Regions from separate parts of the Sus scrofa genome. Here all the other regions are linked to region 3. Evidence: chromatin contacts called from public Hi-C, HiChIP or PLAC-seq and promoter capture Hi-C data. All regions are on one chromosome and are shown on one strand. Each heading gives the region's core, a stretch centred on a gene start, on an enhancer-like site or on the middle of the called end of the contact. The rest is flanking DNA. Distances are from core to core; before and after follow the strand shown. Region 1 holds the start of MRPS18C (28S ribosomal protein S18c, mitochondrial). Region 2 holds the start of HNRNPDL (heterogeneous nuclear ribonucleoprotein D-like). Region 3 holds the start of COPS4 (COP9 signalosome subunit 4). Region 4 holds the start of ABRAXAS1 (BRCA1-A complex subunit Abraxas).

What was found. Promoter capture Hi-C pulls out the DNA fragments that hold promoters and counts their contacts. Hi-C and Micro-C count contacts between places; a contact is called where the count stands out from the background. HiChIP or PLAC-seq counts read pairs in DNA pulled down with a chosen protein or histone mark.
Region 1: a promoter capture Hi-C map of liver shows a contact between it and region 3, with 8 times the contacts expected there. The contact joins the promoter of MRPS18C here to the promoter of COPS4 in region 3. A contact is called at or near these places in 2 of 5 promoter capture datasets (fetal liver and liver), 12 of 47 Hi-C or Micro-C datasets (alveolar macrophages, blood, embryonic fibroblasts and 6 more) and 2 of 2 datasets of contacts at active chromatin or transcription factors (alveolar macrophages and skeletal muscle).
Region 2: a Hi-C map of skeletal muscle shows a contact between it and region 3, with 5 times the contacts expected there. The contact joins the promoter of HNRNPDL here to the promoter of COPS4 in region 3. A contact is called at or near these places in 1 of 5 promoter capture datasets (fetal liver) and 3 of 47 Hi-C or Micro-C datasets (liver and skeletal muscle).
Region 4: an H3K27ac HiChIP or PLAC-seq map of alveolar macrophages shows a contact between it and region 3. The contact joins the promoter of ABRAXAS1 here to the promoter of COPS4 in region 3. A contact is called at or near these places in 1 of 47 Hi-C or Micro-C datasets (fetal liver) and 2 of 2 datasets of contacts at active chromatin or transcription factors (alveolar macrophages and skeletal muscle).

Annotation. Positions count from the first base shown.
Region 1 is chr8:135,025,320-135,029,411 of Sscrofa11.1, reverse strand. It overlaps MRPS18C (28S ribosomal protein S18c, mitochondrial), which reads left to right and starts at 2,693. Exons shown (of 7, transcript XM_003129356.5): 1 at 2,693-3,010; 2 at 3,305-3,468. The coding sequence starts at 3,369. It overlaps HELQ (helicase POLQ-like), which reads right to left and starts at 3,294. Exons shown (of 17, transcript XM_013989417.2): 1 at 2,761-3,294; 2 at 970-1,687. The coding sequence starts at 2,943.
Region 2 is chr8:135,800,470-135,803,977 of Sscrofa11.1, reverse strand. It overlaps HNRNPDL (heterogeneous nuclear ribonucleoprotein D-like), which reads right to left and starts at 1,448. Exons shown (of 9, transcript XR_002346906.1): 1 at 216-1,448. ENOPH1 (enolase-phosphatase 1) reads left to right here and starts at 1,645. Exons shown (of 6, transcript NM_001243830.1): 1 at 1,645-1,905. The coding sequence starts at 1,822.
Region 3 is chr8:135,312,132-135,315,933 of Sscrofa11.1, reverse strand. It overlaps COPS4 (COP9 signalosome subunit 4), which reads left to right and starts at 1,590. Exons shown (of 10, transcript NM_001105304.1): 1 at 1,590-1,715. The coding sequence starts at 1,642.
Region 4 is chr8:135,001,010-135,004,506 of Sscrofa11.1, reverse strand. It overlaps ABRAXAS1 (BRCA1-A complex subunit Abraxas), which reads right to left and starts at 2,210. Exons shown (of 8, transcript XM_005656571.3): 1 at 2,086-2,210. The coding sequence starts at 2,172. GPAT3 (glycerol-3-phosphate acyltransferase 3) reads left to right here and starts at 2,367. Exons shown (of 13, transcript XM_003129347.5): 1 at 2,367-2,666.

The sequences.
Region 1 (4,092 bases), core at 1,444-3,943, 290 kb after region 3:
CCACTGAGCCACGACGGGAACTCCGAGAACCCATGTTTTCGTACAGTTCATAAGATAATAACATAGGAGCTTCAGAAGGAATTGTAAGTGATTGATTGATAGGCTTCTTTTCCAGGGTGGCAGCCAAGTGTCCCTTGTTTAAAAGACAGATATCTGAAATATGCGCAAGGACCCAAGATTTTTGAGAAGTGTTATAAGACGAATTATTATTACTACTATTTCTTTGCACTTAAACTCCTAACTTCAGGTGTCTTTAAAGATGTTTAATCAATGGCATTATGGATACTGACTTCTTTTACTCAAGACATCTGAATAGTCAAAAGAATTTCAACTACACGTTGATAGCAAAGAGCCTGTCAAGGATGCATCAGCTAAGAAAACTGAGGAGCAGCCAGCCAATCAGAGAAAAAAAAAAAAACCACGAGTGGAACGTCAAGAAGCGGGTGTTCCAAGAAGGGTCTGGCCCATTGTGTCAGGTAAGCAACTAAGAAGTCAGTGAAGGTAAGAACTAAAAGCATCACTGGGAGTTCCTGCTGTGGCACAGCAGGTTAAGGATCTTGTGTTGCTGGAGCTGTGATGGAGCTCACAGTTGGGGCTTGGATTCAGTCCCTGGCCTGGGAACCTCCATACACCATGGCTGCAGCCAAAAAAATAATAAAAAAATCACCAGATCAAGACCCCCTGGTTATCATATCTTAGGTGACAGCACAGAACCCAGAGTTGGAATGGGCCGGGAATTATTTGAGGTGAGGAAAGGGAGGCAGCAAGGAAAACAGGTGAAGAAGTGTGATCATGGAGGGAGGGAAAAAAGGTCAATAGTAGCAGCACAGGGGTGAAAGGCTCAGAGAGGAAGGATGTTTTCTTTTAAGGGGAGAAATATGACTATGGAAGCATCAGTTTTCGAATGATTTGCACCAACATCATGGTAATGATGGTAGATCTTTTTCTCATTCCAGCAAAAAGCATTACCATATAATTTTTCAATTCCCCTGAACTGAGCATAAAGGTCTCTCACTTTGCTGGGTAAAGAATAAAAAGGACCAAGGTCATCCGAGGATGACGCAATTGTTTTCTTGGCAACATTAATTTCTTCAGATAGAAGAGTCTCTTTGAGCTGTTTAGTCCTGGAAAATACCGATGTGTGGGCCCTGGCATTTCCAGCCATGGCGCTTTTTAAATGATCTTTAAGACTTTGTCTCCTGTTCCCATCTGAACTAGTTCTGACTTTAGAAGAGGAGTCATCAATTTGCTGCGGTTCCTCTATGCTACTAACGGGCAATTCCTCATTCACAGTCTTGTGAGAGGATGAACCCCTATCCCTCTCTTTAAGAGATGGATCGCCCAAGTTATTTGAAGAGCTGTGCAAATGTTCAAAGAATAACATCTGTGAAGAAGGTACATCATACAAAAGATCAGCTTCAGGTTCAGTAGCGACATCTTCATGCCCACTCTGGTTCTTTGTGTGCTCCTCTGTTTTTACTCCAGTGAAGTCGCCTACAGTGTTACTGCTGAGGATGCTGTGTTTAATGCTTTCTGAACAAAGATCTTCAGGGGCATGATCTGTAGCATGCTCCTCTTGTTCTGGAATTTGCATATATTTTTGTTCCAGGTCATCAACTTGAGCTAAAAAAGAGTTTTCAGCAAAACTATCATAGTCACCAAACATGTCCTCTTCACTGTCAATATTCTGGAAAGAAAACAAAAGATCTGTGGTCAATTCTAGCTTCATGAATAGGTTTCCGGAGGAGTTCCCATCGTGGCTCAGTGGTTAACGAATCCGATTAGGAACCATGAGGTTGCGGTTTTGATCCCTGGCCTTGCTCAGTGGGTTAAGGATCCAGCATTGCCGTGAGCTGTGGTGTAGGTAAGCAGACTCGGCTCGGATCCCGCGTTGCTGTGGCTCTGGCATAAGCCTGTGGCTACAGCTCCGATTTGACCTCTAGCTCTGATTTGAACCTCCATATGCCGTGGGAGCGGCCAGAGAAATAGTAAAAAGACAAAGAAAAAAAAAAAAAAAAAAGGTTTCGGGAGTTCCTGATATGGCGCAGATGGGTTACCAATCCGACTGCAGCACTCTGGGTGCTGCGGAGGCATGGGTTCCATCCCCAGCCAGGACCACTGGGTTAAAGGATCTGACATTGTCACAACTGCGGCTTTGATTCAGTCCCTGGCCCAGGAACTTCCATATGCCGTGCGTGCAACCATTAAAAAAAAAAAAAGAATAAAAATTTCAGCCAAGGGCTCTCTCAGATACATCGTTACATGGTTATATATGTATCACAGACCAAAATGTAAATCATCCTCTTAAATAGAAACTATCATTCCCATTTTACAAATGAAGAAACGGGGGCGGAGAAAGGTTAAGTGGCATAAACTTGAAAGGCTAGGTTTGCATTTCAGTCATGCCACATGCATTTCAGCATGCCACACTTGCTGTGCGTACAACTTGTATGTCTTGAGGTCTATGTTTTATTTACATGTATATATAAAAAACGGGCCAACAGTGCAATACCTCACAAGTGAGATTAACATCGATAACAAAAACGAGGTGAGCACCTGAACGCTGGCAGATAATTGGGCAGCTGGCGTTTGCACCTGGGAATGGATCTGCCAATTTTTGTTTCAAGATCCACGCCCCCTGCAGCTGGTCGCCTACTCTTCCATTGAGCATGCGCACTGGGAGACCTGGTGTCTCCTCATCCCAAGGGTGGGAAATGGAACAAGAAACTCAGAGGAATTTGAGGGGTGATGGGGCTGTACCTCGACTGGCTGCACGTCCACGGTTTTCCGCCGCCGGCTCCCAGCCACCATTTCCTCCTCTTCCTTCTCATCACCGGGCTTAAGCTCGGCTGCGGTGGGGGCGGCCAAAACGCTCTCTGTGCTAAATCGGTTCCTTTTGCGGACAGACACCCGCCGGCGGATACGGGAACCGCCATCATCCATGGCAGGGGCTGAGGGCCCTCCCCGAACGTCGTCTCCAGTGACCCAGCCGCCAAACCCCAGTAGAAGGGTGAGTGCAGCAACAGGGGAAAGGTAGCAGCAGGTGGAAACGGGGCTCGCGTCTCCATCCACCTTTGGGAAAGACCACCAACCAATTATCGGGGCTCTGGAACCGGAAGCGGAGGCACAAGCATAAGAGCCCGCCCTCTCCTTGTCCAATCGTTAACGTCCCCAGCGGGCGGCGCGGAGTCCGGGTGGGAGTGGAGAACGGGAAGATGCTGCGCAGGCGCATCGAAAACTTCAGCTGCTCTTGGTTCTCCGCGTTCGCCTGCGGAACCTTTGAACCGAGTGCTCGGACCCACAGGGGAAGCACACCGGAAGGGGCTGGTCCGGCGCTTTGGAAAACGGAAGAGGAGGGGCAAGGGGCCATGGCGGCTGTGGTGTCTCTTTGCAGCCGGTTGGGGAGGAGAAAGTCGACAGACTTCGTGAATGCTGCTGTCTGCCTTACGGATCCCGGGACTCATGCAGGTAAAGTCTCCACATCCTAGGCTCCTTTGTAGACTTGCAGCCGTTGGCTTAGCCCTGCTTGGGTCGGTGGAGATGACACCGTTCGCTAATGGACGCCGGTGTCTAGGCCTTAGGTTTCTCCAAGGTAAGTGGGAATCTGTCATGGCCTGTCACTAGTTTTTTAAGACTGAAGAGGACGTCCAGTACAACAGTGATGGGGGGGTTCTCAAAAGGAGGCAGGGACATGCTTACGATCTTCGGGTAGAACTTGATAGGAAGCATCTTCACAGTAACCCCGCAGCAAATTCGATATCCGAGGTCCCAAATCAGGGCGAAATTGTGACATGGGCCCTGGAATCTACCATTTATGCACTTTAATCTACTTTGTGCTTCTCTGCCAAAACCTACTCTCTGTAAGGAGTCTGTTTTCATTTTTCCTTTGCATTAAAATCTGTCTCTACTCCATGAGAGAGAGGAAATAAATTTCAGGAAGAGAACAGGTAAGAGATTGTATGGTGGGGATACATACGCCCTTTCCCCAATGCCCCAGAAACCACACAAAGTCCACTCTGCCTCAAATCTAAAGGCTTTTTTTTTTAAACTTATATTTAACCTTGTTAGTGTAATGAATTAAAAACCTTTCTT
Region 2 (3,508 bases), core at 199-2,698, 490 kb before region 3:
CGCCCTCCGCCTCCAACCCCCTGCCCTTCCCCCACCTTCCGCGGGCCTCTCGAGACACCCCCCTCCGTCTCCTCCTCTCCTCTTCCCTCCAAGCTAGTGCGGCCCAGCGGGCACGCGGGGCGTCGGCTCGGGGCAAGAATGGGAGCAGCGCGCGGCCCCCGCGGGACGAAGGGCGCGCGCGGGGCGCTGGGGGAGGGGGGAGACGCGTGCGGTACCCGTCATCCTGCTGATTTTTGCTCGCGTTGATCTTGGACCCCTCTGCGAACTCCTCTATGTTGCTGTACTCGTTCATGTCCTCCATGGCGGCGGGGTTGTCGGCCGGAGGGTGCGGGCGCGCAGTCCGAGTCGCGGCAGCGGCGGCGGCGGAGCGTTGTATGGAACTGGATTTAAAATGGCGGCGGAAGAGATCCGGGCGCCGCCTGCGCCCTCCCTTTATAGCCGCCACGCCGGCCAATCGCGAGGGCTGCTGTGCGGTGACGTGGCGCTGGGCCCGGCGCGCCCCCTGCCGGGCGGAGCTGGGAGCGAGCGAAGGGAGGAGCGGAGCGAGCTGCCGCGGCGCCCGCGGCCGCCAATGGGAGAGGCTGCGGGAGGCTAAAGTAGCGGGAGCGGAGGGGAACAATGGCGGCGGCACTTGGGAAAGCCGGGGCGGGACCTCCATCGCGGCCCTCCCGCGGAGGAGTGAGGTCGCGGCCGAGGGGAGGCGGGCTTGGGGAGAGGGATGCGTCAGAAGAGAAAAACGACGGGGCGAGAAGTCCTGGGGTCACGAATCCCGAGCAGCGCCGTCCCAGGGCCACAGTCCCTCTTGCCTTGAGAGCCTTTGTCTCTGGCGTCCGGTCCAGCCCACTCCCAGCAAAGAGCCGCCAACCCCGCCTCTTTCCGCCCTCGGATCCCCAGTGCCGAGCTGCTGCTGCGGCTGCCGCTGCTATCAATGAGCCCCGTGGGCGCGCTGCTCCGGGAAGAGGCGGACTGCGCCCGGCGCCCGCAGCCGAGGTGGCGAGCGCGCCCGCCCGTCCGCCGCGCGCACGCGTGTTGTCCTCGAGCTGCCTGGACCCAGCCGACCAGGGAGCGGGCGCGCGGCGGCCCCTCCGGGCAGCGGCGCAGGACGGGCGCCTCTCCGCTCCGCCACGGGCGCGCGGGCCGAGGGGGCGCGGCGGGCCTCCCTGGCCGATCGCAGGCCCACGCCGCTCGGCTGGCCGGGACCCAAACGGCCTCTGTTGCTGGCTGAGGATGGGAGGAGGGGCGCGGGCCCGGTCGGATTACTGTCAATACGCAAACGCGGAGGCAGTGGGCGGGGAGGGAGGGTAGGTGCCGTAGAGGGCAAGGGGCACTCACATCCCCGGCGCGCCACTCGCGGGGCTCCCGTCTGCACGTGCCCCGGGCCTCTCCCGCTCGCTCTACCAGTCTGCGGAGGGCGCGCGCCCGCGCACCCGGCTCCCGCGTTCGCCTCTTTGTTCCCGCCCACGCGAGGCCCATCTTGACGGATCGGGTGCGAGGCCCTCTAGCGGCCAATCGGCATCGGCGCCAGGGCCTCTCCCCGCCCCCTCGGGGCCCCGGAGGACCGCCCCTTTCCCTACCCACGTGGTCTCGGCCTCCGGCCCCGGATCGCTCCCGAGTTCTGGGCGCCCGTCCTGCGGGTTTCTCTGCTTCCTTGGCCGCGGAGGGGTCCTCTCCGCCTCGTGCGTCGGCAGGGCGCGGTTGCCCGCTCTGGGGTCCTTGCGGGACTGTCGGAAGCTTCGCCCGCTGCTGCCGCCGCCGCCGCCGGCGCCGCCCGCCGCCCTCCCCACCAGTAGGCCGATTCCCGTGGTATCATCCGGTAGGGAAATGGTCGTGCTTTCGGTGCCCGCCGAAGTCACTGTGATCCTGTTAGATATCGAAGGTACCACAACCCCGATTGCTTTCGTGAAGGTGAGGGGCGGAAGGGAGCGGGGAAGTTACTTGTGCTTTCAAACAATGAAGTATTTTAAAGTGTTGCAGACCTCGCCCTGGAGACCGGAGGCGTGGGAGAGACGGTGTGGCTTTGCACCCGCTCTGGGGTGGGAGGACGTAGTCTGCGGCGGGTTGCAGGGATGCTGTGCCTCACCGCCTTGTCTTAACCTTCCCGGGTCCTCGCCTTCCGCTAGAGGCAGGTGGTTGGGGAAGAGATGGAGATGGTGGTGAAGAGGGGACGGAGGAGGGCAGTGTGGCCCCCCCACAGGTGTGCGCCCAGTCGCCCGACAGGTGTGCGCCCGCCTTGTGCCGGGTTGAACCTGGCGAGGTGGTGGCCGCTGTCTAGCTGTCCTTGAGGCTTCTAGTCCCACGCTTCTAGACTGAAGTGTGACTTTTCGGGTAGCCCAGGTATCTTAAAGCAGTAATGGTTGATCTTTGCCGTTTCCCACTCCTGCTTTTAGTGGCCGAACTGCACACTGTGCGTTGCTGGATTAGGCTAGCAAACATGTCTAGATTCCGTTCATTTTCTTCAAAAATGGAAGCCTAAAGTTCTTAGCCAATACCTTCCTCCTAGAATGTCAGTGGTAACCAACCCTTGTCTACACCCAGTTCATAAACCTGTAACTTTGCTTTTTTTTTTTTTTGTCTTTTTGCCATTTCTAGGGCCGCTCCTGCGGCATATGGAGGTTCCCAGGCCTAGGGGTCGAATTGGAGCTGTAGCCGCCGGCCTACACCACAGCCACAGCAACGCGGGATCCGAGCCGCCTCTGCAACCTACACCACAGCTCATGGCAACGCCGGATCCTTAACCCGCTGAGCAAAGGCAGGGAGCGAACCCGCAACCTCATGGTTCCTAGTCGGATTCGTTAACCACTGTGCCACCACGGGAACTCCCTAACTTTGCTTTAAAGCACGTTCCTTTTTAAATATGTTGTATTTGGAAGGATAAATTAATATCAAATATTAATATGACTTTTCAAATAATTCCTTGGGCCTGGTCTTCCCTTTGACTTCTAGAGGTTTAAGATAAAAGTATGTAGCAGCCGTGCTTGTGTGCAATAATAATGAGATACCTTTTGCAAAGTAGGAAAAACCCATCTTCCAAAAGAGTAGTTGTACATTTTTTTAATTTATTTTTATTTTTTAAAATTTTATTTATTTCTTTATTTCTTTTATTTTTGGCCACACCTGGGGCATATGGAAGTTCCCAGGCTAGGGGTTGAGTCGGAGCTGCAGCTACAGGCCTGGGCCACAGCCACAGCAGCGCCAGATCTGAGCTGCCTCTGCGACTTGCACCACAGCTCAAGGCATTGCAGGGAGGGAGGCCAGAGATTGAATCCCCATTCTCACGGAGACAACATCAGGTTCTTACCCTGCTGCGCCACAAGGGTAACTCCTTGAATCTCTTTTACTTTTTGTTTTTTTCCGGCCGTGCCCACAGCGTGTGGAAGTTCTGGGGCCAGGGATCCAATCCATGCCATGGCGGTGACCCAAGTCACAGCAGTGAAAATGCTGGATCCTTAACCTGAGCCACCAGGAACTCCCTTGAATACCTTTTAAAGAGATGTTATAGTCTTCTTGA
Region 3 (3,802 bases), core at 341-2,840:
TGTAGCCACAGCAACTCGGGATCCAAGCGGCATCTGTGACCTACACCACAGCTCAAGGCAAGGCCAAATCCTTAACCCACTGAGTGAGGCCAGGAATAGAACCTGCATCCTTATGGATACTAGTTTGGTTCACTACCTCTGAGCCATGACAGGAACTCCGTGATTTGCCTAAGTTCTTAACAATGGAGTGGGTTCTGAATGGATGTGGGTAATCTCATTACTTTCTCAAAGGATTTCTTTGTTCTGGTCTTTTGTGTGTGTGTTTTTGCCTCTTCTAGGACCGCAGGTGGGCATATGGAGGTTCCCAGGCTAGGAGTCAAGCCACAGCAACATGGAATCTGAGCCGAATCTGCAACCTACATCACAGCTCATGGCGACGCCAGATTCCTAACCCACTGAGCGAGGCCAAGGATCGAACCCACAACCTCATGGTTCCTAGTTGGATTCGTTAGCCACTGAGCCATGACGGGAACTCCTATTCTGGTCTTCTTTTCTTTCCCCTTCCCCAAAGAGGGAATATGCTAGTTTTCACATATAGAGTGCAGAAATTCAAAAGTTTAACATCCTGTGTTGGCAAGTCTGAGGAAATTTGCACCCCTATGATATTGCTGCTTGGAAGGCAAAATGGTACCATTCCTATAAAATGCAATTTGGCAACATCTATCACAACTGTAAGTACGTCGACCCTTCAGCTCTCTTCTCGGAATGTATTCTACATGTACACGTACAAAATGAGGTACGAACAAGGTTATTCACTGCAGCACTGGCGATTAATTAAAAACAACTCGAGTGTCTAGCTATACAGATTCAATAAACCAGGGTGTCCCTTATGATATGTAATACTCTCCAGCTCTAAAAAAAGAATGAAGCAGGTATGCGGACTTGCATCTTCAAGAATAGTGAAAAAAGCAAGAGCAGAATAATGATATGGTGTATTATCTTTTGTGAAAGCTAGAAAGGATAGACAAAAATTTACATTTATTTGCTTGTATTTGCAGACAGAAATTGTATAAAGATACAGGGATAATAAATACAATTACATATCAAGGTAGGGTGATCATATAATTTGTTATCCAAATGGAACAGTTTACAGAGTAAATAATTACTCCTGTCCTGGACAAACTGGGATGTATGCTCAACCTATATAAAGTGTGAAGAGTGGAAACAGGGATGGGCGCACATTTTACTGTACTTGACAAAAGTACTGGTCTGTGGTGAACTGTACACAAAAACCAACTCGTTCTTTATTATGAGTAGTTCAGGTGCCGCCTTGAAGAACAAGGAACGGTAAAGCAAGACGAGAGCCACGGAACTTGAAGATGGAGTGGTTTTGCGTATCGGACACTTACAGGAGGTGCACAGGCGACTCCGCCCCTTGGGGTTCACCCGCCAATCCCAAGTGGGAGCGTGCGAGCCGGAGTCGGCGGGAGACGCCTGGGCGGGCTTAGGATCTGAGCAGTGGAGCTTCGCGTCACTCAACGCTGGGGGCGGGCCTAACGCAGGCTCCCGACCTCGGCGCTCTGGCCCACACAGGCGCTACTCTGTGGCCTCTCGGGTTCCCTCTGGCCGGACTCTGGAGGACTAGACTCGTTTCCCTTTGGCCGCGAGAGGCCCCGCAGCCTCCGCTGAGCTCGGAGGAAGATGGCGGCAGCCGTGCGGCAGGATTTGGCCCAGCTCATGAATTCGAGCGGCTCTCATAAAGATCTGGCGGGCAAGTGAGTATTTCCCAGGGGCCTGGAAGGTGGGGAGGGAAGCCAGAGACTTGTTTTCCTTGGATTTATGGCGGCTTTCAGCTGTGAAGCTGGGAGTGGGCCCGATGACCAAGGGGGCGGGCCTGAGGCCGGTTGTGGAGGCAGCTGCCGGGAGCCGCGGAAAACGGGAGAGGACCTTGTGCAGGGAGCCCGGGGGGTTGTCGATCTGGGGCGACTCTTCGCGTACTCAGTCCCAAGGGCATCCCTTCTGGTCCCAAGATTCTAGAAGCGCGGGCTGTGGGACCTTCCTCCCGTGGCCTTCACGCCTCGCCTGGTGCCCCTTCCCCTCGCTGGCCGGCCTCGCACCCCGCATTCTGGCCTCTCTCTGCCCCGGCTCTCCCCTTTTTTCTTTTTGAGTGAGGGAAGTTGATAGTCTGGGTCCTTGGTGCAGAGCCTTCCGGGGAGATGTCTTCTTGCGGCTGACGGGGGCTGTGGAGTTATGGCCGCTCTCACGCCGTCCAGAACCACTAAACCATCTTGTGTGGGTTCTTGTGTTGTGGGTTCTCTCGCTCCGCCAGCAACTCTGAAGAAGGGCACGGAGGTGGAATGTCACCACGACGTGCGTCAGGATGTCTAGAGTGGTGGTGTTTCCAGGATTCAAGATTGTTTAGGAAGTTCGTCGGAATTTATGCGGAGGGCTTAGGTCCACTGCAAGTTAAAATGTGTGATGTGTGCCTGCCCTGCAAGCCGTTATTCAACAGTGTTAATTATGGATGGATGGATGGATGGATGGATGGATAAAGTTGTCTTGTTTTCTCTTTGTAGGTTTCGCGGCGCTGTTCTTTTGTAATGAACATGCATTCTGCTTAAAGCGTGTTTCTCAAGCTGACAGCTGAGATCGCTTTGATCCGTATTCATAGGATGCACCTGCTCTAACCTGGCTATTGAAGCCTTGACTTTGTTTTACGTAGGTTGTAATGCTTTTGCCTGGTGGTAAATGTAATCTACTTTTATGAGTGGGAAATTTAGCTCTGCGCCTTGGGATTAACTACTTTCTGCCGCAGTTTCCGTCTCAGGAAAATGGGCTGCTTCTGTCTGAGGACAAAATGAGTATATGTGTGTGTGTGCACTTATGTCACTCGTAAATCGCGTAGACCAGGACCTGAGGTTTCGAGCCACAGGATTGCCATCGCTACTGTTGTTATTATCATTATTAAGCAGTTCTTAAATATATATGGACTTATTTCCTGGGTTGGAAATAAGTTGAATATGTCTCATGGCTCAGTCCTTTCTGCATGTAATTTTAATAGAGTCATTTTTGTTTTTTCACATTTTTAAAAAGTTTTATTGAAGTGTAGTTGATTTACAAGATTGCAGTCATCTCTGCTGTGCATCTGGATAGATTTGGATGCAAGTAAAACTAGCTTATGTTTGTTTCCGTGCCTGCTTTCCTTTTTGTTTTGTTGAAGAAAAATAAGTGCATTCTTTATCAGAAGAGATACACTTTTTATGTATTTGCAGAATTCTGAAACTTAAGCTAAGCATTTAACTTCCTTCAGTTTGAATTGCAGATAAACAATTGTATCTCTTATTGGGTGCTTTAGTTATTGATTGCTCTGTAGCAAATCAAAAACGTAATGGTGTAAAACAGCAATATTTCTCGGGGTGCTTTCGTTGACCGGGCTGTTTTGCTGGTCTTGTTTTGCTGGGCCCACTCATGCAACGGCAGTCACCTGGCCACTCAGCTGGGGCTGGTGTGGCGAAAATGGACTAGCATACATATCCGGCTGTTGGCTGGGTCTCTCTCCACAGGCTCCCACTCAGTGCCTTAGCTGAGGCTTCCTCGCAGGTCTTTGGGAGTATTCCGCAGGGTGAGAGTGGAGGCTCCAGGACCTCTTAAGGGCCCCTGCCTAGAAGCCTCACGAAGTCAGCTCTCAAGTTCTGGTCAAAGGAAGCCACAAGACCAGGCTGGATTCAAGGGGAGGGGCACCGGAGCTACCTCTTTATAGAGAGACTGGCCAGGTTACAGTGCAAAGGGGTGTGGCCAGAGGGAGGCTTCCTTCTCTGGATGCCATCACTGAAAGGAGCTCCTTCGCAGGCGTTGTGAAGGT
Region 4 (3,497 bases), core at 961-3,460, 310 kb after region 3:
ATAATTACTTTAGAATGCTTTAAAAAAAAAGTTTCATTCGCAGAAGAGCACAAAAGGAATGTTTCCACAACATCAGTCTTTACTAGGATCGAAGGGGGACAATCCAGACCTCTACACTCTAACAGTGTTTTAAACAAATCCCTGGACAGGAGACAATGTTTTAAGAACAACCATCTAGAAAACCACCTTTCAAAGATTTCAGGAAAAAGATCTAAGAAACAAAGCCTTCTCTAACATTTAGTACTAAGCATTTTGGGATTGCTAATCCTTTAAACTACAGACTAAGAGACCCATTCTCTTTATAGTTACACTAAGCCACTCCAAAATAACTTCCACAACCACATACTTTTTTTTTTTTTAAATGGGCCGCACCTGCAGTGTATGTAGGTTCCCAGGGTAGGGGTCGAATTGGAGCTGCAGCCCCTGGCCTACACCACAGCTCACGGCACTGCCAGATCCTTAACCCACTGAGTGAGGCTAGGGGTCAAACCTGTGTCCTTATGGATACTGGTCAGATTCGGTTCCACTGAGTTATGGTGGGAACTCCCACATACATTTTAAATTATCCTGTGTTTGCTCTTTGCTAGGTGTTAATGTACAAGATTATTTAAAATTACATACATGGAAATGATCAATTCCAACCCATTTTGGGTAAGACAGCCCTTTATTATAAAAACGAAGGGCACAAAGAAATGACCAGCTTTGTTCAGTATGAGACTCTCTAAACTGTATCAGCCAATTACTAAGCACTCACTCTAAGACACTACTCAGGCTCAAAGTTTCAGTCTAAAATTTCATAAAAGGAGCTCCTATCCTGGCTCAGTGGAAACAAATCTGACTAGTACCCATGAGTGCGAAGGTTCCATCCCTCGCCTCACTTAGTGGTTAAGGATCCAGCATCACCATGAGCTGTGGTGCAGGTCGCAGACCAGCGAGGATCCCGTGTTGTTGTGACTGTGGCGTAGGCCAGGAGCTACAGATCCGTTTTGACCCTAGCGTGGGAGCCTCCAAACGTCAAGGGTGCAGCCCTAAAAAAAAAAAGAAAAAAAAAAAGATAGAAAAATGTAAAAACAAAAGCTTTAAAAAATAAGCACTGTGGTTTTTTTGTTTTGTTTTGTTTTTGTCTTTTTGATATTTCTTGGGCCGCTCCCGCGGCATATGGAGGTTCCCAGGCTAGGGGTCTAATCGGAGCCGTAGCCACCGGCCTACGCCAGAGCCACAGCAATGCGGGGTCCCAGCCGCGTCTGCAACCTACACCACAGCTCATGGCAACGCCGCATCCTTAACCCACTGAGCAAGGGCAGAGATCAAACCCGCAACCTCATGGTTCCTAGTCGGATTCGTTAACCACCGCGCCACGACGGGAACTCCCAGCACTGTGTTTTTAAAAAGTCCTTCACTACTTCATCCAGAGGTTTTGAACGGGCAAAAGGAATAAGCATTTAAATACCTAATATGTGAAGACAAACTTAAATACTTAAATTTTAACGGAAAGCATCTCACAAGGAACTAGCTGAGGCCTCACAATATAACACATTTGCTATCAATGCCAACAAAAGTCAAAGATACCCTCTAAGCACGTTAATCTTTTTCATCTAAGACTTCTCCCCAAATAGCCACTGGATGCACCGCTTCTCATTCCCTTACCCGCCGACCCTTTCAACAAACGTGCACAGTAGCTGTTCTGCAGGAAAAAAACAAGAGTGGTGGGAAAACCCCTGGGGGTCTTAGGAGAGCGTTAACCCGCACCCTTCCCGGCGGGGCACAGGACCCCCGCGACCTCTCTCTTCCTCCTCCACCGAGTGAGTCCCGACAAGGCGAGCTGCGGCAGGAGAGCAAGGGGGCGTGCGGGACGCTGCGGTCGGGCGCGGAAATGAACGCCGGCGACCAGAGGAAGGGTCAGAGGGCGGGCGGCAGCTCCGGGGCCGCCCAGGGGCTGAGAGGGCGGCTCGGGGGGCAGAGGGCCGGCCCGTCGCCGTCGTCGGGGAGCCCGCGGGCGGGACCCGGGCCAAGGCGGCCACGAGGGGCCCGCGCGCAGGGCCTCTTCCGAGGCGACTGCAGCTCCCGCCCCGCCGCTCGGCTCACCGTGTCCGAGTCGGTGTTGAGGTGCTGGAAGGCGAGAGCGCCGAGCACAAAACCAGAGAGCACCGCCGACGTGCTCTCCCCCTCCATGTTGCCGCCGCCGCCGCCGCGCTGCTCAAGGGGGCGGGGCGGAGGCGGGGCCTGAAGAGCGGGGGCCGCGGCCGCGCGACAATGGGGCGGGGCCAGCCGAGGGGGCGGGGCCTGCGCCCGCGCACTGGCGAGGGCGCGGGCGAGGCGGCGCGGGCGCCCTCTGGTGGGTGAGGCGCTGCGCAGCGCTGCGACGAGCCTTCAGGCGTCGGGGCGTCTCCGCCCAGGGCGACGGCCAGCGCTTCGGCGGTTCGCTGCCCCCTGAGGGAGCCTGTCATATATACAAAACGGAAAAAGGGAACAGTGCTGGCAGCATAGAAGCGTTGTTTAGTGACATAATATCACGGTGGAAATGCCACTTTGTGGTTTTCCAAGTGCCAGATGCTCCCCTTCACCCGTAGAAACTTCTGGAATACTAACGACGGCCTCGGAGGACGGCGCTTCCGGAGCCTCCCGTGATGTCCACCCCGCCGAGCGCAGGCGGGGAGCGCGTTTCTGTGAGTGTTTTCCTGCTTTTAGAGAATTGACTCACGGACTTGTTGACGGAAGAACACGCAGATGGTTAACCTCGTTCTGACGGTTTAATGTTGGGTGTAAAGACTGTTCCCGCTCCCAGGGTGAAAGCGTGGAGGGAGTGGGGGACCGAGGCTTGGCCATTTCCCACACACGATTCTAAAGTACGGATGTTATTTTGTTTTTATTTGCTTTTTAGGGCCTCGCGCACGCGTACGGAAGTCCCCAGGCTCCGGGTTGAATCCGAGCTGCAGCTGCCGGCCGACGCCACAGCCACAGCGGTGAGGGTCCTTAACCCACCGGGCAGGGCCGCTCGGCTGCTAGGCAGGTTCGTCGCTGCTGAGCCATAGCAGGAGCTCCCAAACCTGTGGTTTGCTTTTTTTTTTTTTTTGTCTTTTTGCCTTTTCTAGGGCCGCTCCTGCGGCATATGGAGGTTCCCAGGCTAGGGGTCAGATAGGAGCTGTAGCCGCCGGCCTACACCACGGCCACAGCAACTCGGGATGGAGCTGCATCTGCGACCTACCCCACAGCTCACCGCAACGCTGGATCCTTAACCCACTGAGCAAGGCCAGGGGTTGAACCTGCAACCTCATGTTCCTAGTCGGATTCGTTAACCGCTGCACCAGGATGGGAACTCCCCAAACCTGTGGTTTTTAAACGAAAGTCAGCAAACTATCAGACTAACCCGAACTGCTGCTGAATTGGATTAATATCAGACCACTAAAGTGAATTAATAGTGCATACTTCTGAGTTTTGTTGTGCAGCAGCCATATTTGACTAACACGTTGAAGACATACGTATAGTGTTAAAAATTA